Linked DNA regions of Mus musculus: regions 2 and 3 are each linked to region 1. A link is a contact called in public promoter capture Hi-C data. All regions are on one chromosome and are shown on one strand. Each heading gives the region's core, a stretch centred on a gene start, on an enhancer-like site or on the middle of the called end of the contact. The rest is flanking DNA. Distances are from core to core; before and after follow the strand shown. Region 1 overlaps Vps13d (vacuolar protein sorting 13D). Region 2 overlaps Tnfrsf1b (tumor necrosis factor receptor superfamily, member 1b). Region 3 has its middle 17 kb from the start of Dhrs3.

Region 1 (3,313 bases), core at 756-3,255:
GCCCTAATGTTGTATTTCCCAGGAGGCTGGAGATGGTTATAATTAGCTTGGGAGTAAGGGGAAAACCATGGGAAAACTACTGTCTTGCTAATATCCACAAGTATCCACTTGACTTATGTGACCTTTGGAATGGATTTGTTTGATAAAGTCTGTTCCCCCAGAACACTTGGCTCTCACCCAGCAAACCAAAGCTAAGCATTTCCTGCAAGTGTAAGACTTCTTGATTTAAAATCATCTTGTTAAAGATCACAGACCCCAGCATTCCTCTCAGCGCTCCCAGCAGAAGTGCCTGGTCCCTAGTCCTATGGGACTGATGCTGTGTGTCCTTTGCTATCCAATGGTACTCCTGGTATCGATGCCATGTGTCCTCTGCAGTCCCGGGTACCTAAGCCATGTGTCCTTCACAGTCCTGTGATACAGATGCCATGTGTCCTCTGCATCTCTTACTGGTGCAGTGTGTGCTCTGCTGGAGTGATTCCAGTCCTTCATGTTGACGGTCTTCCTGGTATTCTACTGAATTTAGAGCACTCTTAAGCAGATGCCATGACATACCTGTGTTTCAGCAGGATGTTGGGATTGGAACTTCAGAGTGGAGCTCTGGGGTTGTGGAAGTCACCATGTTACTATACCTTGAGTATTCCTCCTGGAGTCTGGGACTCCTTAGACAATATCACTTAGTCAGAGTTTTCTAACAGAGTAACAGGCCTTTATTAGGAGCTCTTAGGAAGAGCAATATACTCTTTCTGATGAATATGGAATCACTAAAAACATGTGCTTAGAAACGGAGCCCTCTCCCTGAACAGCAGTCACGGGAGTCTGTGTAAAAGGTAACCCTGTCTTAGTATTGAAGGAACAATTGCCTCCATTCTCTGGATTCCCAGGCAGGAGCGAGGCTGTCAGAAATGTTGGGGGAGGGGGTTCTGCCTATCCAGATTTACACTGAGGTACATTGTTGCCAGATACAGTGTCTGTCTGGTGACTCAAAGGCATCCACACTGTCCAGGTGACTGGAAGCTGTCTCCATCTGCTATCTTCTTTGGATTCGTGACTGACAGAAGAAGGGAAGCTAATATTCCATTTCATAGACACAAGAGCACAGCTGCCCCTCCCTTCTCCTCATGGTCTCTCTGCATAGAGCTTGCATGTTAGAGATGCCATGGCATATTGAAAAGCCAGGTAGCTTTTAATGGGGATTTCCTTGACTCCTTTAAAGATCAAAAGATACCAGGGGGTCTTTAAAAGGTTTCAGAAGGTGGCCTACAGCAGGCCTTTTCCCATTTAGAGCATTGGGGTATAACAAAAGAAGGACCTTAATTGAGCAATCTAGTTTGGAAGAAAACCCACACTTTAATGGTCAGAGAGCAGGGGGTGGGGGTAAGGGGGAGTTTCAAACAAAGACACTATTTAAAAAGCCTAAAACTGTCTTCTCAAAGGCTTGAAATAATTTGTTGGGAAACTTCAGACCCTTTACTTTTTCCCTTCCTCTCTAAATAAAAACCAGATTTGTTAAAAGGAAAAAAGATCCAGTATTGTTAATTGTGTTTCAGAAAGTGCCAGAGAGGGAAGTAGCCCCATAGTTTTAAACACTGTCCCCAAAGGGAAATAGGCACATGCCCTGCTTCACATAAACAGTCTCTATGTGCCATAAATAAACCTTTAGAGAATGAATTCCAGACAGTTTTGTTTAGTGTGGAATAAACTAAGAAAGGAAAGGACACGGCCCAGGGACTAGCTGTGATCTGAGGCCTCGTGGACAGGTATTTCTTCTTTCAACTTGGCGCCGTCTCTGGAAGGCTTCAGCCGTTTTGTCTGGGAAGTGGGAGTAGATACTTCTCTGTTTTATCAGGAACGTATGAGCACAGGTTGCTTTCTCCAGAATCCCCTCTGCAGCAGGAAGATGCTGCCTGAGTAAATCAGGATCAGAGCTGTGACCTACTATATGCAAGCAGTGGCTCAGTTCATTGGGAGGGCGCAATCCTATATGGCTTTCTTTTCCTCTCATGCCTTCTTCCACAGACCAGATCAGCCTGAAGGTGGCAGAGTAATTCATACCAACAGGCTGGCCCTGCGCCTCTGCAGATAAGGGACCCCAGACAGTAAATGACTAGGTGAAGACAGTTTCACTTCAGGACTGGGTACTTCCTTGGTTCCAGGGTAGATGGTGCCTGTTGGGAGGACTTTGCAGCTTGGTAGAGGTCAAAGGTCCCTGCAGCAATACACCAGTCTCTTTTAATGTTTGGTCGCAATGAGGAATTTGTGTTTTAGTGGGTTTTTGTTGTTGTTGTTTTGTTTTAACTTTCTGGCTTAAGCTTTTGTTTAATCATGCTTTCTAAATCTCTTCTTATTGGAGTTGCATTGGTAAGACCATGTCCTTACACTTTCATAGCATGATTGGCCTTTGACTATGAATAAGGAGTTTAAGCTGGCTGTCAGTTTCTCTGTCAGTGAAATGGGGGAAATTAGGCATGCTCTCTGCCGACTTCATGCCTACTCACTCTTTAGTGGGGAGCACGGCTGAACAAATGCAGAATGACTTTGAGAAGAAATAGTGGAGCCCTCTGGCTTGGGCGCTTTCTACCAAATAGGTAGTTGCTGTTGTGAAAACAGCACATTCAAGTCTAGGATTCGCTCATGGCTAGTCATGTGACTTTAGCTGTGCACTTAACATATCTTTAGTCTGGCTGGCTTTAAATTTAGTCTATCTCTCAGTTCAAAACACTTCCATCAAAGACAAGACTTTTATAAAGATTTTATACAATGGGAAGAGATTAAAAAAAACCAATAACCTGATAGAAATCTGGCCATCATCGGTGTTTAAAACCCCCTAGTGTTGAATTTAGCAATCTTCCTGTCTCAGTTTCTCAAGCACTAGAATTGCAGGGGTGTGCCACCACACTGGTAATTCAATGATGGTCTCAGCTCCTAAAATTCTTCCTTCTGATATCATCAGTGACATTCCAAGTACCAAACCAGTGCTCTCTCCCTGTCTTCGGCTCATCTGGTCTGGTCGGTATTTATTTGATTGTTTGTGCCATGTATCTTCTGTTTGGTATTTATTTAACTGTGTGTCTTCCTGTGTCTCTTCCTCTACTGTTGCTTTGTGTGTGTGTGTGTGTGTGTGTGTGTGTGGTTTTGCTTCTGTGAACTGTCTGATCCTAGCACTTGATCAGGTTTCTATCAGGTTATTGGTCTTTTATATCTTCACTACAAACTCTTTCTAAGTTTTGTCTTTGATGGAAGTAACAGTGTTTTTCAGGGTTTAATTTGCCTTTTTATTTGGCTGTGTGTGTGTCCTGTGTGTGTGTGTCCTGTG
Region 2 (3,663 bases), core at 562-3,061, 160 kb before region 1:
TGAGCCATATCCTCAGCCCAATGTTTTGTTCTTCTTGGAGTACTTTTGTCTGCTTTAGAAAATTGTCTCCGGTCAACAGCAGGGAGCGTTGGGCTGGGCAGCTGGGAAGTGAGCACACAGGCATGTAAGGGTGATGCATCTGCCATCGTAGTAGAGGTGAGCTAGGGTCTTTAGCCTCTTGGCCCTTGGCCTATTGCTCTAACCTGCCCCTGGGACAAGAGGCAAACTGCAAAGACACCCTGTCTCCAAGATCCCCAGACTCACCCTCCCATCCTGTGCTTCACAGATTCTTCCCACGGAAGCCACGGGACCCACGTCAACGTCACCTGCATCGTGAACGTCTGTAGCAGCTCTGACCACAGTTCTCAGTGCTCTTCCCAAGCCAGCGCCACAGTGGGAGACCCAGATGCCAAGCCCTCAGCGTCCCCAAAGGATGAGCAGGTCCCCTTCTCTCAGGAGGAGTGTCCGTCTCAGTCCCCGTGTGAGACTACAGAGACACTGCAGAGCCATGAGAAGCCCTTGCCCCTTGGTGTGCCGGATATGGGCATGAAGCCCAGCCAAGCTGGCTGGTTTGATCAGATTGCAGTCAAAGTGGCCTGACCCCTGACAGGGGTAACACCCTGCAAAGGGACCCCCGAGACCCTGAACCCATGGAACTTCATGACTTTTGCTGGATCCATTTCCCTTAGTGGCTTCCAGAGCCCCAGTTGCAGGTCAAGTGAGGGCTGAGACAGCTAGAGTGGTCAAAAACTGCCATGGTGTTTTATGGGGGCAGTCCCAGGAAGTTGTTGCTCTTCCATGACCCCTCTGGATCTCCTGGGCTCTTGCCTGATTCTTGCTTCTGAGAGGCCCCAGTATTTTTTCCTTCTAAGGAGCTAACATCCTCTTCCATGAATAGCACAGCTCTTCAGCCTGAATGCTGACACTGCAGGGCGGTTCCAGCAAGTAGGAGCAAGTGGTGGCCTGGTAGGGCACAGAGGCCCTTCAGGTTAGTGCTAAACTCTTAGGAAGTACCCTCTCCAAGCCCACCGAAATTCTTTTGATGCAAGAATCAGAGGCCCCATCAGGCAGAGTTGCTCTGTTATAGGATGGTAGGGCTGTAACTCAGTGGTCCAGTGTGCTTTTAGCATGCCCTGGGTTTGATCCTCAGCAACACATGCAAAACGTAAGTAGACAGCAGACAGCAGACAGCACAGCCAGCCCCCTGTGTGGTTTGCAGCCTCTGCCTTTGACTTTTACTCTGGTGGGCACACAGAGGGCTGGAGCTCCTCCTCCTGACCTTCTAATGAGCCCTTCCAAGGCCACGCCTTCCTTCAGGGAATCTCAGGGACTGTAGAGTTCCCAGGCCCCTGCAGCCACCTGTCTCTTCCTACCTCAGCCTGGAGCACTCCCTCTAACTCCCCAACGGCTTGGTACTGTACTTGCTGTGACCCCAAGTGCATGTCCGGGTTAGGCACTGTGAGTTGGAACAGCTGATGACATCGGTTGAAAGGCCCACCCGGAAACAGCTGAAGCCAGCTCTTTTGCCAAAGGATTCATGCCGGTTTTCTAATCAACCTGCTCCCCTAGCATGCCTGGAAGGAAAGGGTTCAGGAGACTCCTCAAGAAGCAAGTTCAGTCTCAGGTGCTTGGATGCCATGCTCACCGATTCCACTGGATATGAACTTGGCAGAGGAGCCTAGTTGTTGCCATGGAGACTTAAAGAGCTCAGCACTCTGGAATCAAGATACTGGACACTTGGGGCCGACTTGTTAAGGCTCTGCAGCATCAGACTGTAGAGGGGAAGGAACACGTCTGCCCCCTGGTGGCCCGTCCTGGGATGACCTCGGGCCTCCTAGGCAACAAAAGAATGAATTGGAAAGGACTGTTCCTGGGTGTGGCCTCAGCTCCTGTGCTTGTGTGGATCCCTAAAGGGTGTGCTAAGGAGCAATTGCACTGTGTGCTGGACAGAATTCCTGCTTATAAATGCTTTTTGTTGTTGTTTTGTACACTGAGCCCTGGCTGAGCCACCCCACCCCACCTCCCATCCCACCTTTACAGCCACTCTTGCAGAGAACCTGGCTGTCTCCCACTTGTAGCCTGTGGATGCTGAGGAAACACCCAGCCAAGTAGACTCCAGGCTTGCCCCTATCTCCTGCTCTGAGTCTGGCCTCCTCATTGTGTTGTGGGAAGGAGACGGGTTCTGTCATCTCGGAAGCCCACACCGTGGATGTGAACAATGGCTGTACTAGCTTAGACCAGCTTAGGGCTCTGCAATCAGAGGAGGGGGAGCAGGGAACAATTTGAGTGCTGACCTATAACACATTCCTAAAGGATGGGCAGTCCAGAATCTCCCTCCTTCAGTGTGTGTGTGTGTGTGTGTGTGTGTGTGTGTGTGTGTGTGTCCATGTTTGCATGTATGTGTGTGCCAGTGTGTGGAGGCCAGAGGTTGGCTTTGGGTGTGTTTGATCACTCTCAGTTACTGAGGCAGGGCTCTCATCTGTACCCAGAGCTTGCACATTTTCTAGTCTAACTTGCTTCAGGGATCTCTGTCTGCCTATGGAGTGCTCAGGTTACAGGCAGGCTGCCATACCTGCCCGACATTTACATGAATACTAGAGATCTGAATTCTGGTCCTCACACTTGTATACCTGCATTTTATCCACTAAGACATCTCTCCAAGGGCTCCCCCTTCCTATTTAATAAGTTAGTTTTGAACTGGCAAGATGGCTCAGTGGGTAAGGCAGTTTGCGGACAAACCTGATGACCTGAGTTGGATCCCTGACCATAAGGTAGAAGAGACCTGATTCCTGCAAGTTGTCCTCTGACCACCACCCCATACATGCTTCTGCATATGTGCACACATCACATTCTTGCACACACACTCACATACCATAAATGTAATAAATTTTTTTAAATAAATTGATTTTATCTTTTAATCATTATTTTTGCTTATCTGTTTGTTCATACATGGAGTTTTGCTGTATACCCAGTCTGGCTGCATCCTCCAGGCACCTTGAACTTGGATATTCTCCTGCCTCAGTTTCGAGAGTGCTGAGTTATAGGCATGTGCAACCGTGTCAGGACCCTTGGCGTTACATTATGTTTTCGAATCTTATTTTTCCATCTAAGACTGACAACCACCTTGCCAAAGGATGACCTTGACTTTTGTATCCTCTTGCCTCTACTTCCCAAGTATTGGGATGACAAGTCTGTCCATCCTATGATTTGTGTGGTGCTGGGGCTTGAACCCAGGGGCCTCGTGAATGCTAGGCAAACGCAATCAGCTGCCCAACCCCGAACTTCACTTTTCACCTGTGATTTCTTAACATGGTTCCTGAGCAGACAGCATGATCCTGTTGCCTTGAGGAGCTCTGCTCGTTGCTTTGACAATGCTCTATTTACTAAAGAATACTTATAGAGTTCAAGACTCCAAAGCAGCAGTTCCCAACCTGTGGGTATGACCTCTTGGGTATCCCATATCAGATATTTACATTAAACTTATAACAGAAGCAAAATTACAGTTATGGGGTAGCAACAAAATAATTTTTTTTTGAGGCAGGGTTTATCTGTGTAGCTCACTTTGTACAGACTAGGCTGGCCTTGAACTTAAAGATCTGCCTGCCTCTGCCTTCTGAATGCTGGGATTAAATGTGTGTGCCAACATGCCCAGTGCAGTGAAAT
Region 3 (3,468 bases), core at 463-2,962, 170 kb after region 1:
TCCTGCTCAGCCTTATGGAGTTTCCTGGCACTGTCTACTATCCCACACTCATGTGTGCATACCCATACGTTGATGTATAAAATAATTAAAAATAATAAAAGTAGAGCTGGCCATGCCTTTCATCCCAGCACTTGGATGATAGAAGCAGGCAGATCTCTGAGTTTGAGGCCAGCCTGATCTACACAATGTGTTCCAGGACAGCCAGAGCTAAATAGTGAGGCCCTGTCTTGAAAAAAATAAAACCCAACCAACCAAGCAACCAACCAAACAATCAAACAAACAAATGAACAAAAAGAAAAAAGTAAATCTTAGGCTGGAGAGATGGCCCAGACTTTAAGTATTTGCTGCTCTTTTAGAGGATCCATTTCTAGATGTTCCATTCCTTAGCATCCACTTTAAGGGACGCTCAAGGAGGCAGATTTCTGTGAGTTTGATGGCATCCTGGTCTACAGAGGGAGTTTCAGGACAGCCAGGGTTGTTACACAGAGAAATCTTGTCTTGAAAAACACAAACAAATGAACAAACAATAAAAGATGATAATGTGCTTGAGCTGGCAAGATGGCTCAGTGGTTAATGACACTGACTGCTCTTCCAGAGGACCTGAGTTCAATTCCCAGCACCTATATGGCAATTCACAACTGTCTGTAAAACCTGTTCTAGGGAATAGGACACCCTCACACAGATTCATATGTAGTCAAAACACCAATGTACATAAAATAAAAATAAATTATTAAAACAATTAGTTAGATCTCATGATGTTAATGACAGAGATTGGAATGGAATTAGCTGGCAATGGTGGCAAGTACACATTATCCAGAGGCAAAGACAGAAAACCATGAGGACACGGTAATAGAAAGGAGATGGTCACTCCAAAGTTTGGAGTTGGAGAGATGGATCAGTGGTTGTTCTTGCAGAGAATCTGGGTTCAGGTCTCAGGATCCACATCATGGCTCACAACCATCTGTAACTCCAGTTCCAGGGGATCTGTTGCCCTCTTCTGGCCTCCAGAGACTTCTGGATGCACATGGCATATATACACACTCAGGCACAAACATGTCACATGTACATGCAAAATAAAATATATTTATTAATAAACGTTTCCTCCTCCCCTAAATTGGCTAGTATTGTATATCACAGTATCAAATAGAAAGTCGGACACTGGGCAGACATTTTGCTACTGAACTACACCTCCTCCTGTTCCTTTCTCTTTTCTTTTGAGACCGGATCCATCCAGTCCAGGCTGGCCTCAAACTCCCCAGATAGCCAAGGATGACCTCAAACTCCCCCTCTCCACTTCTAAATGCTGACATTAGAGGTATACACCACCATGTCCAAGTTTATGAAGTGCTATGGAACAAACCTTGAGCTTTTGGGCATGCTAGCAAGCATTCTATCATGAGCCATACCCCTAGCTCCTACCATTCATATCAGACACTTCTCTGTGCCCTGTTTTCTTGGCCTATAAAACAGTCACAATGCTCATTATGCATTTACCAGGGTTTAACTCAGTGCTAGAAAATGTTGTGTGGTTGTGAAATAAAGGCCATATTCATTTTGGAGGACATTCCTATGAGTCTGAAACCCCATCAAGTTTCCATTTGAGGCAAAACTGCTGCCTCACAGCATCCCCCCTCCTTCTGACTAAGTGAAGCTCACACCCAGGAAAGCCTCAAGCTCTTTCTTTTCCCCGAGTCAACACAGTTCAGTGCTACAATAAACTACAAGTGTATCTTGGCCTCTGTTCTCTCCTGTCTGGTCTTCTCTCCCAGGGGGATGAGCCTAGTCCCAGGCTGGAAATAGAAATGTGTTGGTGCAAGGATCAGATCACTCACTTGTTTTCTTGAGGGCTCCCTCCACCCTGAATTCTCAGAATTCTTGGCTCTTGATAGTGACCCCAAGGGATCTGCTCCCAAGGCTGGGGTAGTTGGGAGGATTTACACTGCAGCATACAGGGCCTGGCCTAGCCCACAGAATGGGTTGGAATGGGGCAGGGGGTTCCGGCAGATGCATCACCATAGCCTGGTGATACCAGGGCATTCTTATAGGGCATGAGCCTCACCATATCTTCCCCAGATACTTTGGGCCAAGCACAACAAGTTATTGGGAAATGCTGTCTTCCTCCTCCTCTCTCCTGCCTCTCCCAAGATATTGCAAGATGGAGATTTACTGCATGGCTGGGGTGTAATTACATGGTGATTGAGGCTGAGAGCTGACTGTTGATTGAGAATGGACTCTCTGGTACAACTGTTCCTGCAAGGGTGTGTGTGTGTGTCTGAGTGAATGTTTCCAGGTTCTTTGCCTATCACTTAAAGAACTGAAAATGAGGGCTACATAAATTTGCAAAGGGATAGAAATTTATTAGAAATGAAGGGTTAATATGGATTAGAGAGAATATATCATCAAGATTTACAGCTGGTCACAAGCGAGAGAATATTCTAGAGTTTTAGTCTATGGCCTAGGATGTCTTTCTTATAGGGTCTAAAGGAAGGAGGGGCTGGCTACAGTGGAGAGTGGCTTGAGGGGTTCTGTATTTTGATTGATAGATTATGCCATGTGCCCATTCTTCCTACAGAACTCATCCTTTCCCATAATGCATCTGATTTTAATTATATGCATGCCCAAGTATGCATAGGCCTAAGATTAAATAAATAGGGGATTCTCTCTGAAAGTTCACTTGAAGGACTCAGTTTGCCTTTTCGTACATGTGCCTGGCATTGGTTCATGCTGGCTGCCCCTTTTATTCTTCATATAGGACATATTGGGAATATTCTCGACTAGAAACTGTCTAAATGAGACTGTTTCTAAGAGTGGAGAAATTTATAGTACTGTTAAGAGATTCAAGTATGCCTGATATACATAGGAGGTTCAGGGGTTCTCAGTTTGCTAGGCACATTGTTTGGAGAGGGATATGAGCATCGAATGGGTAGGTGAAGGAGCTAGGCTGCCAAATCCATTATGAGGGGAGAGAAAGGTGGGGAGGAAGAAGAAGAAGAGTAGGAAGAGGAGGAGGAAAGGAGAGGAGAGGAGAGGAAAAGAGAAGAGAGGAGAAGAGAGGAGAGGAGAGGAGAGGAGAGGAGAGGAGAGGAGAGGAGAGGAGAGGAGAGGAGAGGAGAGGAGAGGAGAGGAGAGAACAACCCTTCCCCCTAGAGTCCCAGGCTGCTAAAGTAGTCCCTATGCTTGCCTGCTTCACAGCATGTGTTTAAAAACCCTCTGTGGGGCTGCAAGTACAACTCAGTGGTAGAGTTGTACCTAACATTACTTAAAATATGCAAAGTCCTGGGTTATAGTGATGTATTTTGGATCCCCAGTTTTTGGTTAAAGAAAAGCCCCATGCCAAAGTTCAGGTGTGCCCAGACATCATTTATATTAGGGTTCTCTAGAGGAACAGAACTAAGAGAATGAATATATATTTCAAATGGGATTCATTAGCTTGTTTCACACAGTACAGGCTGGGTAGTCCAACAATAG

The links. Capture Hi-C pulls out chosen DNA fragments and counts their contacts.
Region 2: a promoter capture Hi-C map of adipose tissue shows a contact between it and region 1. The contact joins two enhancer-like sites. A contact is called at or near these places in 1 of 484 Hi-C or Micro-C datasets (nephron progenitors) and 2 of 9 other capture datasets (adipose tissue and liver).
Region 3: a promoter capture Hi-C map of adipose tissue shows a contact between it and region 1. The contact joins two enhancer-like sites. A contact is called at or near these places in 20 of 39 promoter capture datasets (the 3T3-L1 cell line, 3T3-L1-derived adipocytes, the C10 cell line and 15 more), 16 of 484 Hi-C or Micro-C datasets (B cells, the C10 cell line, CD4 T cells and 9 more), 3 of 115 datasets of contacts at active chromatin or transcription factors (T-cell acute lymphoblastic leukemia, embryonic stem cells and regulatory T cells) and 4 of 9 other capture datasets (adipose tissue, embryonic stem cells, liver and 1 more).

Annotation. Positions count from the first base shown.
Region 1 is chr4:145,049,398-145,052,710 of GRCm38.p6, reverse strand. The region is part of intron 63 of Vps13d (vacuolar protein sorting 13D); the gene reads left to right. Among named protein-coding and RNA genes, the nearest start is that of Gm36317, 88 kb to the right of the region's middle. Within about 2 kb of position 2,005, at least 36 of the 459 cell types and tissues checked have an H3K27ac peak or open chromatin away from gene starts, as enhancers often do. A contact at or near this core is called in adipose tissue, where this site is marked.
Region 2 is chr4:145,212,724-145,216,386 of GRCm38.p6, reverse strand. Tnfrsf1b (tumor necrosis factor receptor superfamily, member 1b) reads left to right here. Exons shown (of 10, transcript NM_011610.3): 10 at 287-3,663. The coding sequence ends at 600. Among named protein-coding and RNA genes, the nearest start is that of Vps13d, 20 kb to the right of the region's middle. Within about 2 kb of position 1,811, at least 70 of the 459 cell types and tissues checked have an H3K27ac peak or open chromatin away from gene starts, as enhancers often do. A contact at or near this core is called in adipose tissue, where this site is marked.
Region 3 is chr4:144,874,120-144,877,587 of GRCm38.p6, reverse strand. It overlaps a transcript of Vps13d not described here. Among named protein-coding and RNA genes, the nearest start is that of Dhrs3, 17 kb to the left of the region's middle. Within about 2 kb of position 1,712, at least 26 of the 459 cell types and tissues checked have an H3K27ac peak or open chromatin away from gene starts, as enhancers often do. A contact at or near this core is called in adipose tissue, where this site is marked.